Linked DNA regions of Zea mays: region 2 is linked to region 1. Evidence: chromatin contacts called from public Hi-C data. All regions are on one chromosome and are shown on one strand. Each heading gives the region's core, a stretch centred on a gene start, on an enhancer-like site or on the middle of the called end of the contact. The rest is flanking DNA. Distances are from core to core; before and after follow the strand shown. Region 1 holds the start of LOC542707 (mitochondrial chaperonin 60). Region 2 overlaps LOC100191864.

What was found. A called contact is a pair of places that touch in the nucleus more often than the background predicts.
Region 2: a Hi-C map of endosperm shows a contact between it and region 1, with 2.5 times the contacts expected there. The contact joins the enhancer-like site here to the promoter of LOC542707 in region 1. A contact is called at or near these places in 3 of 25 Hi-C or Micro-C datasets (ear, endosperm and root tip).

What each region holds. Positions count from the first base shown.
Region 1 is chr1:240,292,465-240,298,566 of Zm-B73-REFERENCE-NAM-5.0, forward strand. It overlaps LOC542707 (mitochondrial chaperonin 60), which reads right to left and starts at 2,190. Exons shown (of 17, transcript NM_001112220.1): 1 at 1,971-2,190; 2 at 1,413-1,544; 3 at 987-1,146. The coding sequence starts at 2,039.
Region 2 is chr1:240,546,171-240,552,272 of Zm-B73-REFERENCE-NAM-5.0, forward strand. It overlaps LOC100191864, which reads right to left. Exons shown (of 10, transcript NM_001367159.1): 5 at 2,126-2,215. Among protein-coding and RNA genes, the nearest start is that of LOC100191864, 16 kb to the right of the region's middle. Within about 2 kb of position 2,846, at least 1 of the 20 cell types and tissues checked has an H3K27ac peak or open chromatin away from gene starts, as enhancers often do. A contact at or near this core is called in endosperm, where this site is marked.

The DNA.
Region 1 (6,102 bases), core at 940-3,439:
TTTATGTTAGACCGGTCAGACTTTTAACTATTTTTTTCTCAAAATATATTATTGATAGCTACAAAAACTAATATATATTGAAACAACTTTGGAATGTGAATCTAATTGTATGATTTTTACACACTAGTATAGACTTATTTCAAGATGCAATATGCCTCTTTTAAGGATGGAGAATAATATTATTAACTGCTAGAGTGGATTCACTAACCAGATCAACCCAAAAGCTTAAGCTATCATGAAAAGGTAGGCAATTCACTTATACACTTCAACACCCCCACTCACATCCAGCAAGAAAGAAAGGCACAAACGTAGAAATAAAGGAGCGGAGGCACAAATGAAGTCTCTGCTAGGATTCAAACTCGAGACCTCTGGCTTTGATACCATGATACCATATTAGAGTGGATGTACTAACCAGTCAACCCAAAAACTTATGTTGTCAAAAGAGGGTAGACAATCCACTTATACACTTCAACATTAGCCACAACGAGAAATTAGATAACCTTATCATGTAATATTATTACGAAGAAGCAACCAAGGCTGGCATTCACACCAAGGGAGAAAAATAACAGTATGCACACCACCAGAGCTAACAAACTTAACAAAATAGCAAAGACAACAAGGAGCAATACTGGACATATTGGATCACATGCTACAGTTCCAATTCCAAAAAGAACCAAACAGTAAAAGAGCAGTGCCTGAGACTCCCCCGCACATGCGGAGAGGTTGCTTCGAAACCGTGACCTATACTTTAAGGTCAGTAAAAAAACAGACCCAGTGCCTGGCCTGCCTTGCCGAAGACCCAACCAGTGTATCACAAATATGAGTAGCAAAGCAACGATGAAACTAAGAAACAGCACCATCTACTCCAGGAATACTTCCACACAAGTAACATGTTTGGAAGTTCAGAAGACAAACTCCTTAATAATCTTTTACAGAGACCATTCTTTGTTCACAATAAACCAAAATCAGCACAAAGGATGTCATACCATCACCAGCAGTGTCATTAGTTGCATTAGCAACCTGTTTCACAAGGCTCGCACCAACATTCTTTACTCTATCCTTAAATTCAATGCTCTTCGCAACAGTCACACCATCCTTTGTGACTTTCGGTGCACCGAAGCTTTGCTCAATAACCACATTGCGCCCCTACAGAAGGCAGGCGATAAGTTCAAGTACAAAACAAACAACTAAGGCAACAGTATTACAACAAAGTAAAACAAACCAAACAGTATTGGAATCAGTGAGTGCAATAGTGACCATTTGTGGCTCCTAGAATATTGACATCAGGATGGAAAGTGACATGCAAGTGTTCAGCATAACTAGAATGCGATGATGTGTTGTATTAAGAAAATTTGGTAGTCATTCATAATGATCAGTAACTGTTTGTCATCTGTATAAGAATGTGGTTATACCTTAGGACCCATTGTCACTTTGACAGCGTCTGCCAACTCCTCAACACCCCTCAACATCAGAGCACGGGCCTCAACACCAAACTTGATGTCCTTGGCAGCATAGTTCCTGCTCCAGGCAAGCCTGCTTCCAACCTATAAAGCATCACACACAACAGAGGTGAGTGCGTGATCAATTAGAGACTGCCATGCCCCAAGGTTACACGACAATAAAATAACGAATTTCACAAGACATCGATTTCTGCTGGATCAGATCAATGTTTCTCAACTGCCAATCAGTGTATTCGGTGTCTAACAGCTAACTGGAGGACGGTAGTGACGAGTTCACCACCGTAGATTAATGTGAAACCCCACGCCAGTACGCCATTAGCGAGCTAGCTTAGATTTTGCGCGAGCGAACTACAGATTCCGGCAGATCGCCACCAAAATAAACAGCACCATGCAGCAAACCCACAGCCCTGCACGCAGAACTACTAGAACCCCAGGCCAACATTACCAAATCTGAGGGCGGGATCCTCCATCAGACCCATCACACGCGTATAAACACGAGTCTGCTCTCACCTGGCGAGCGGCGGAGCTGCTCCCGGCTTGCCGCGCCTTGGAGGCGAGGCTAGCGGCCGCGCGGTACATGATTGCGGATGGTGGCGCGGGGACCGAGGCTGTTGTCGGCGAGAGGTTTGGTTGGTGTGGGCTGTGGAGGAATGGAGGCGGCGGAGAGTTGCTTCGCTTTCTTTCTTGCGGAGGGGGAAAGGATGCGAGGCGGCGAGGAGGTGGGGGACGGGTTGATTTTAGAAACAGTGCAGGCGAGACGAATGAGGGTGCACGGCGGCTCTAGAAACATCCACTAGGGTTTAGGGTTTTGCTGGTTGTTGATCGCCTCGCAGGGTGCGGCGGGGTGCGGCCGCGGCAGCCAGCACAGGCGCTGCCGCGCTCCGGCTGCTGCCGTCTTCAAAGTGGGCTTTGATATTTCTGGGCTGCGGCCCGCCACTTCTAACCCATTAACAATCTGAATATCACGGCGCAGAATATTGATTATTGAAATCACTTATTTTCGGGGGACAATTCAGGAGCTCCGCTCTTAGCGAGAATCACTCTTATCGAACCAAACTATAAAAATCTGAACTGCTTCATGTTAATAGTGAAGTGAATCTAGTCTCTACTTTGTACTAGAAATTGGGAGCAAAAAAACCTGCTTCCCACCACTCTCAACCTGCTTCTCACTCTTTAATCCTTCAAAAATCACTTCACAGCCTATTTATCAAACAGTTTTCGTCAAATAGATTCACTTGCAATAGAAAATCACTCAGAATCACTGTATTAGAGAATCATGGAGCCTCTACCAAACGAGGCCTCAATATACTAGAACAAGAAGTGCACTCCATGCTCCCTCCTGTTCCTGTTGCGACACACAATAATATCGTTGCTTTTGCCTGTTGTCGCAAGCAAGTCAAGGGAAAAAACATAACCGCTAACAAATATTTACATGTACCAGAGTAGAACCATAGCATAGGTTTCATACAATGTTCAAGAATTCGGTCTATCCATCCATATGTTACACGGGACCTAGGGTACAACCAAAGGTCCATGGAGATCAACAAGATGCTCCAGCAACAAAAGACAAGCATAACCGTTGAGGACAGGCGAACATGTCCAATAATATTGCAAAGTACGCAAAAGCACAGAGCTTCATCGACCAGGACGGAAGATAGAAGTAGATAAACAAGCATCAAATGCATATTTTCCATCAGCGCAAAAGAAAAAGATCCCTTCTTTCATGTCTAGATGGCGTCCTCACTCCTCACTGGATCTGCGAAAGGCGGAAAAAAAAGGCTTTTATGTAAGTTCCCCAGAAAATAAACAACTATGTTGCTGGTTGATTCGTGAAAATAAAATGGCAGCTAGTTTGAACCAGTCATTTCAATAAGCGACGTGCAATGAAGCTCGCTAATGAACCTATAATGGCTAGTTGGCTACATATGCGATAGTCTGAGCACCAAATAAACTATGTACATGACAGACTGCTATTCGGGTATTCGGATAGTTTGGGCATTTGATTTAGCCCGTATTTTTTGGGTCGGCTAGATTGGGCTTTTCACAATTCGAGCTTTTAGAAATAATACTCGAAAATGTACTCGATCTAAACTAAACCTGAAAATTTGGGTATCTAGAAAATTCGATTCGGGTATGGGTAGCCCGTTCTACCCGATTCCAAAAAAAAACATGCAATAGAAATCTGTATTTAGAGCAATTTGGTTATTCAGATGCCTAAACAACATGCAGTCCAAATATCATACTGTCCAAATAACATGCAATAAAAATATGTATTTAAAGCAATTCAGCTATTCAGATTTAAGTCCAAGCTATTGTATGATGGGGGAGGCGAATGAGCAAACCAGGAAATAGTCCACTCTAGAACCAGAAGCAAATGAGCAGACCAGAAAATATTTGACCGTGAAACTGACCTTGATTAGTTGGGGAATGGGAGGCACGTTGATCTATCTATGGTAGTTGCTGGCTGGTTCAATCTTCAATCCAGCATGATGAATCGTCGAATGGCGGACTGGCACATGAGTATCGGGTATTTCGGATACCGGAGGTTACTGTCCGATTAAGCCCGAAATAATATCAGGTTTTAAGTTTTACTACCCACACAAATTTTTTAGGTGTCGCGTATCGGGCTATATGGGTTTGGGCTCGGGTTTTTCGGGTTTCGATCTTCGGGCTCGGGCTTTATGCCTAGTGCTACCATGAAGCATTGATTTCTAGGCCGATAACATCATGCAAAATCGTAAGACAAGTAAAGTTGAAAAAAGGACATTAGAGTTTATGATTCATAAGAAGATACTATTAGTTTCTCTACAGAGCAGTTGTTTTTCTTTTGAGGAAAAACAACTGAGCCTAAAACCGAACATTTAGGTCACGCAAAGCATTGTTGTCAAATCATGCCAGAAAACATGCCACTGCCAAAAACATGTTGCTGCCAAAACATGTCAATGCCTAAAACATGTTAGCATGATAGTATATTGCTATGCAGGTTGTTGCTGGCAATCGGTACTCGGACTATAGATTGGTATGTTGATGTGGTTAGTAGGCATGTTGACAAATTATAGGCGTGATGTGTGGCTGCTATGCTTTTGTTATGTTGAAACATATATTGTTTTCTGTGTTTATGTGATTGTTTGAATATTTTAATACTTATTTGTAGACTTTAAAGTCTACATTTGTTTTCTGCTACATCTCTTAAATTAAATGAACAAGTTACCAAATCAGGCCATATATATGAATGCAAATTGATTAATGAAAAAGGACATGGTATTATTCTTTCCGCTAGATGTTGATTCCACCAATCCTTGGAACAGTCAATAGTTCCCTTTGCCTCATTCCATCCAAGGACAGTGGTCGCATTCTTGAGCTCCATGAACCATGTATATTCCTTTTTCATGTTGTCCAACTTGTTCTTCAATTGTTTCTTCGTAAGCCTTAGGCATGTTTTTCTTCATACTTTTTTACCAAATTTTTCCACCATGTCCTAGTGAAAACCCCCATGGGCCTATTCCCATCTTCTATCTCTTTTGCAGATATCAATGGGATGTATAACATTTGCATCACACCAATCTGCCTTATCAGCCATTATTTATTGACTTCAGTATCAATCAAAGTAAGTTACCAATCATGCACAAAAAATATGAACCGTGATAATTAATTATTTGCTATGTGAACATACAAACAATTATCATTTGCTAGAATATGCAAATTAATGATCATGTAAACCATAGCTATGCTATCTTTATGTTGTAAACGTAAAAGCAATTCTACAGAAAAATGAAGTCGGCTATCAGTTGCACATGAATCAGGAAGCGATGCCAACAATTATCAAACGAATATACTGCACCACACATATTTTCGAAAACAAATTTCACAACAAATGTGAATTGAACAAACAACCACCAGGTTTGTTCTACTCCAATAGAATGAAAACAATTGATTTCTTGGTGAGCAGAACCTTTTTGCGATGGTGGCGTGAACCAGAGGGGCGTAGCCGGTAAATACCGACGGAGGCCTGCTGCGTTCGGTGGACAGCGAGCACCGGCGGTGGAGATAGGAGTCTGAGCGCCACTGTTGGAAGCCTACTGAGAAACAAGTGTCGCCAGTGAGAAATGGCCAGATGAGACGAGCGTCGTTGGCTCGTTGCTGAAGAAGATGTGCGCCGCCTGGAGAGAAAACGAGCGCCACCTGGGAGAAAACGAGCGCCACCTCGCGCTGTAGACGAGCGCTGCTGGGGAGAAGCCTCGCGATGAGAAGCCGAGCGCCGCCTCGCATGTAGCCCAGATAGATGTGTTCGAGTCTTCGATAGGATATAAGAATGACGGGAAAAAGAACGAAACGGTACACTCATAATAGCATGGTGGGTAATTTTGGGGAAAGACTTGCCCTACAACCAAGCAAAGCACGTCAAAGGTTGTTGTGGCAAATGAACTAGAAGAAGCTACTTTTATGGAAGTAGGTTACTAAAAGTTTATCCCTTTGGTTGATATGTTGGTTTTTTAAAAGCAAAAGCACGTTTAAAAGCCAAACCAAAGACACCCTTGGTTTATATCGAATGTGAAGTTAGAAAAAGGAGACTGATGTGCCACACTTGCGCTTGCTCGCCTCTCTAGGTCGGGCTGGTCTAGGTCGTGGCATGTTGAGTCAA
Region 2 (6,102 bases), core at 1,596-4,095, 250 kb after region 1:
TTCCTCCCTTGTCAACAATAGCAGGGAGCTGAGACATAACTGCATACTAAATTTCATTCTTCAGTCCTCTGACAAACTGATTGACATAAAATATTTCATCCATCATAGGATTATGAACAGCAGTAGCATATCTTACTTCTTCAAACTCCTTCACATATTCTTCTACTCCCCTTTTTGCCTTATACTCAATAATTTCCTCATGGCTCTTGGGTATTCCTCAGCTCCAAATTTGTCTAATACAAGCCTAGACAAATTCCTCCAATCTCCCAACCCCTGCTTCAATCTGACCACCTGCAACCATCGTGCTGCAGTACCTTCAAAATTCAGAGACACCATAGTGGACTTCATGAAATCAGGGACTCAATAAAGGTTGAAATAATCTTCACATTGTATGATCCAAATGGCTGGTTCCGTTCCTCCAAACTTTGGGAAGGCATCTTCGGTATATGCTGCTGCAACTGTTCCCCATCTCTGTCTAGTCACCCAGAACTCTCCTCTCTACCTCTGTGAGTTCTATCTCGTCTATTCTAGGGATTTCTTCTATCTCTTTCTACTGCTTCTTCAGAATCATTCCCATAACGATCCATGTACCTTGCCATGGCTTCCAAACGAAGAAGAGAAACAGTCTTACCGTTCTCCTCCATTTGCTTGCAAAGCAACGTCCTCTCTTCTTCCATGGCATCCACCTTCCTGTCAGCTTCTCGATGGCCAGCGTCATCTTCTCCCAGCGTGCTTCAGCCTGCTTTGCTTCCATGGTGATAGCCTCGATTACCAACCGGGGCTGTGCCGACGGCTTAACTGAAGGTGCCATGATGAATAAAATTCTGAGCACCTCCCTTCCTTCAAACTTGTGTCACACCGTCTTCCCGCCAACTTCTCCTCCGAGGATACAATAGCTTTGATACCAATTGTGAGGAACCCTGGTCTAGGGTTTTGCCCACCCTTGGATCTGCACCCAGGTATGGCTTTCCCTCTCCCTAGGGTTCATCCAACATGAGGTTTCCCCCTTGGCCGAATCAAACAAGAACCCTAAATCACACAGGTATGTGGTGGTAGCTTGATTTCTGTTATTTCCGTTCATCCCTTCATTACAAGTGCTCAGATTTATAGAAGCCCCTAAGCGGGTCTAACTTCTAATCAATTACTACAGCTGGATTAACAGCTAGATGACAGTGCTAATCAGTTATTACAGTTGGATTAGCAGCTAGATGACAGCGAGTTACAGTTGTATTACTCTAATCCTTTTATCCTTCTTGCCCTCTTGTTATCTTGGCTGGATCTATGCATAAGTGGTGGAATCGTGACACGGGAGGCCATCGTACGCGGTGACGATGGCGCCAGGGGTGGGCGGCGCGCCGGCAACAGGGAGAGCGGCGCCAGGAACGGGTGGCGCGCACGCGCCGGCGGGTGCAGAGGCCCAACGGCGAGGAGGGAGAGCTCGGCCATAGAGGAGATGCCGGCGGCACCGTCAGTGGAGAGAGTGGGAGGGATGGAAGGAGGCTAGATACTGAAACCCTACACCTAATATGTGTTGAGAATATAGTATAGAAATACATAGTTACGCTAACACTTAATGCACCAAACCTTTTTCTAAGAAAAGTGGAAAGTACTCGGCACAAATAATATACAAGAAATAAGAAGTCTCCAAAGGACAAGAAATTACCAGTACTCAGCCTCAAAAGTAAAGGAAAAGAAGAAATACGCCAGGAAAAGAAGAAATACGCCAAAAGTCCGAAACCTAGATTTTGAATTAGCTTCCTTTATAGGACGGCAAAGTACAGAAGGTTGAAAAAATCTTCTCTCTTAATCATGAACTGCATCTTGATTTTGGATATAAAATGCTATCGTTCCAAGTTCAGAGTTATTCTTTTTAAGTTGATGAATAGAAATTTATTGCAAAATAAATATGTTGTTCAAGACCTGTCTGGTTCATATTGTTACACAACAGTCTGGTTCATATTATCGCACAATAAAGTTAAAGAGTATTCACCATATAAGCATACTGAGGCAATACTGTTTAGTTTACTTGATAGTTGCATGGAAACTGAAGAGATTGATAAGTGCAAGTATTGACGTATTGTGGTAAAAGGTGGAAAGTAATTAGCCCAAACATGATTGAACTTACGTATTGTTTTGAGATAGGTTGTGCATCAACAGTTCCGGTATGATTGAAATTTGCTGGTGAGATATGTCTGGATGAACTAGATCTGGCTTCCTGCAGCATAAGGTCATCATACACATACAGCAAATGCCAATACTAACACATGTAGTAAGTTGAGAGGTGCATAATAAACTTATAAGACTGAATAGGCAGATTGAGACAATAGTGTTTGAGACACCATGCCATTAAGAAAAAAAACATGCCTAAGATCAAATTTCAAGTTCACCTCCCATGGATTTCTAAATTTCTTATGTACATGTATATTTGGTGTAAATCAGTAAAAACATGAATTTACAAATACAAAATCCATGCACAGCACTGTTCTTAAGGCGTCGCCTAGGCAACGCCTAGGCGTCCAGGCGGAGGTCTAACGCCTAGTCGCCTTGCCCGCTTACCTCGCCTAGGCGTCCAGGCGGTGGTCCAACGCCTTGGACCGCCTTACCGCTTTAAAAACCATGATGCACAGTACCATTTGTAAATATGCATTTGACATCAGACATGCAAATTTGCTAGGAACACCGAACACGTAACTTGAAAATGAAATACTCCATTCCAAATTATAAGACGTTTTTGGCTTTTTTAGATGCATAGCTTTTGCTATGACATAGATATACACTATGGCTAGATACATAGTAAAAGCATTTTTTCTCGAACGCGTAGGAGAGTTACGCATCATTATATTAAGAAGAAAAGGTCCAAAATAGACATGGACAATGACCACCAAATAAAGGTGGTTACAAAGTTTGCTAAGGGGCTGTTACACAGATGACTATATAAAAGACGACCAGGCCTGAACTCCCCCTGAGTTAAGGCCACAAACCTTTCAGCCATGCAGCCCCAGCTAGACACCACGTCTTGGCATCGTCCCTAATGTCTTGAGTAATCCTAGAGATGTCCGGAGTAGCCCCATCAAAGACACAAGAGTTTTTGTGTTTCCACAACCACCAGGCCACTAGGATCACAGCTGAATTGAATCCTTTCTTTTGTGTCTTTTGAACTGTCGTTCCTAACCTATGCCACCAGTCTTGAAAACTAGATTCTGCAGTTCCTGGAATGAGGTGCTGCAGCCCAATAATCGCATGATTGGTTTCCCTGCTATCCGCGTCCATGTCCTCCGCATGCGTTGACTGCGTCCAAACCCCTGATTGGTTGCATGCACAGGCGGAGACTGATCTGGTGCGGGTGCAATGCAGGCTGCTTTTTCACCAATTGGATGCATGAGCGGGGACGGGAGATTACTAGATCCCAGCCCGTCCAGGTCGGCGCGAGCCTGGCGTTGGCGAGCGCGCCAACCAATCATGCGGTAAGAGACAGGGTATGAAACCAAACTTCCCTAGCAAAAACACATTGTAACAGAATGTGTTGCATGGTTTCTTCTTCCTGATCACAAAGAAGGCATTTTGTGGGATGGTCCAAACCTCGACGAGCCAATCGATCCGCTGTCCAGCAGCGATTTAAAGAAGCCAGCCAGATGAAAAATTTACATCTTGGAGGTGCCCAACTTTTGCAGATCCTTGCTGCCGGTTCAAAGGTGACCATCCCCTCAAAGAAACGATGATGAGCAGATTTAGAGGAGTATTCCCCTGAGGCAGAAGGGGTCAAGCGGTGTTGGTCTGAAACTCCTGGGTGAAGTTGGAAGCCTTGAATCAGGTCCCAGACCATGAAGTACTCAGATAGAAATTGAGCTGATATGCTTCCTGAGATATCATTTACCCAGCCATATTCAGTCAAGGCATTATTTACTGTTCTACTTTGGAGAAATCTGTTCAGAACCCGAGAAACAAGGACCGGAGCCAAGTCAAACAGAGCCTGTCCATGGAGCCAGCGATCCGTCCAAAAGGAGGTTTGGGATCCGTCTCCTGCCAAAGAAACCACTGAACATGCAAACATGGCTGCAGCATTGGGGTGTACTCTAATTTTCAAATCAGCCCACATAGGATTCGGTTGAGTTTTCTTCATCCAAAGCCACCTCATATTAAGAACCCAACCAAGGACCTCTAAATTGTGCAGACCTAGCGCTCCAAGGTCAAATGGCCTGCAAACCTTTGCCCAACTGACCATACAGTGGCCTCCTTTGACATCTTTACGGTCTTTCCAAAGAAACCCTCTCCGAATTTTATCAATGGCCTTGATGACCCACTTGGGACATTGAAGAGCAATTAAGTGATAGATAGGGATAGCAGTTAACACTGCTTTTACCAGAGTTGTTCTCCCAGCCATGTTGACCATTGAGGCCTTCCACCCCGGAAGTCTATCAGCCAATTTATCGATGAGCTCAAGGAAATCATGCTTGGAAAGTTTACGTACTGATAGTGGTAGACCCAAATATTTGCACAGGAAGGATATCACATTGCAAGGCAGAATCCTCCGGGATGTTTCAATATGATTTTCATTACACTGAATAGGGGTCATTGAGCACTTACCGATGTTTGTGATCAGGCTGGAGGCTTCACAAAAAATTCTCAGGATTTCTTTGACCAGATTTAATTCATTCTCTTTAGGTTGCGGAAATAACACGACATCGTCTGCATAGAGTGAAACCCGTTGTCCATTACCTCTACGCATGAGAGGCTGCAAAAGGCCCAATTCACTTGCTTTTGTAACCAGGGAGTTCAGAACATCCATAACCATAATGAAAAGCATAGGAGACAAAGGGTCCCCTTGCCTTAATCCGCGCTGATGGCAAATAAGATCCCCAGGTTCCCCATTAACCAGCACTCTAGTAGAGGAGGAGCCCAGCAATTTAGAAAGCAAGTTACACCAGACCGGGCCGAAGCCCAAATGCCTTAAAACCTCCAATAAGAAAGGCCAAGAGATTGAGTCAAAGGCCTTGCCGATGTCAAGTTTTAGAAGAACCCTTGGAATCTTTTGGTTGTGGATGGACTTCGCCGTTTGCTGTACTAGTATAAAATTGTCATGAATACGACGACCCTTCACAAAAGCGCTTTGATTTGGCGATGTTAGAATACCTGTCTGTAATGGGCCTGGCCCAGTCTATTTTATAGATCACCCAACCCCTGTTAGGGTTTCCAATATGGTATAGAGCCAAACTTTTTTTCCTCTCTCAGCCGCCACCTCCCCTGCCCAGCCGTCGGTGACTCCCTCTCCCTACGCCGCCGCCAGCCCCTGGCCGACGCCCGCTCCTGCGCCCGCGCCGCTCTGCGCGCGCTCCCGCCCTCTGCACCTTCTCTCCCTCCCTCTCTCCCTCCTCCCCTGCTCTCTCCCTCCAGCCGAGCGCCGCCAGAAGCTCCGTGCGCGCCCTGCGCACCGCGCACCCAGCGCGCCCCTTCCCCGACCAGGAACCCGCTACGCTTCTGCTGCCATGGATCTACCACCACCGTCCGAGCACCCCGCCGCAGCGGCCCTGGGCACGAACGCTGCCGCGGGACTGGCCGTCGGCCCTGCCGTGTCGGGTGCGGGCGCTGCCGGGCTGGGCATGGCCACCGCCGCCGGGTTGGGCGCGGCCAATGCCACTTCGCTGGCCGCTACAGGAGCCGTCGGCCTGCGCACGCGCACCATCGACGACCTCGCCACATCCCTTGCCTTAATCCGCGCTGATGGCAAATAAGATCCCTAGGTTCCCCATTAACCAGCACTCTAGTAGAGGAGGAGCCCAGCAATTTAGAAAGCAAGTTACACCAGACCGGGCCGAAGCCCAAATGCCTTAAAACCTCCAATAAGAAAGGCCAAGAGACTGAGTCAAAGGCCTTGCCGATGTCAAGTTTTAGAAGAACCCTTGGAATCTTTTGGTTGTGGATGGACTTCGCCGTTTGCTGTACTAGTATAAAATTGTCATGAATACGACGACCCTTCACAAAAGCGCTTTGATTTGGCGATGTTAGAATACCTGTCTGTAATGGGCCTGGCCCAGTCTATTTAATAGATCACCCAACCCCTGTTAGGGTTAGGGTTTCCAATATGGTATAGAGCCAAACTTTTTT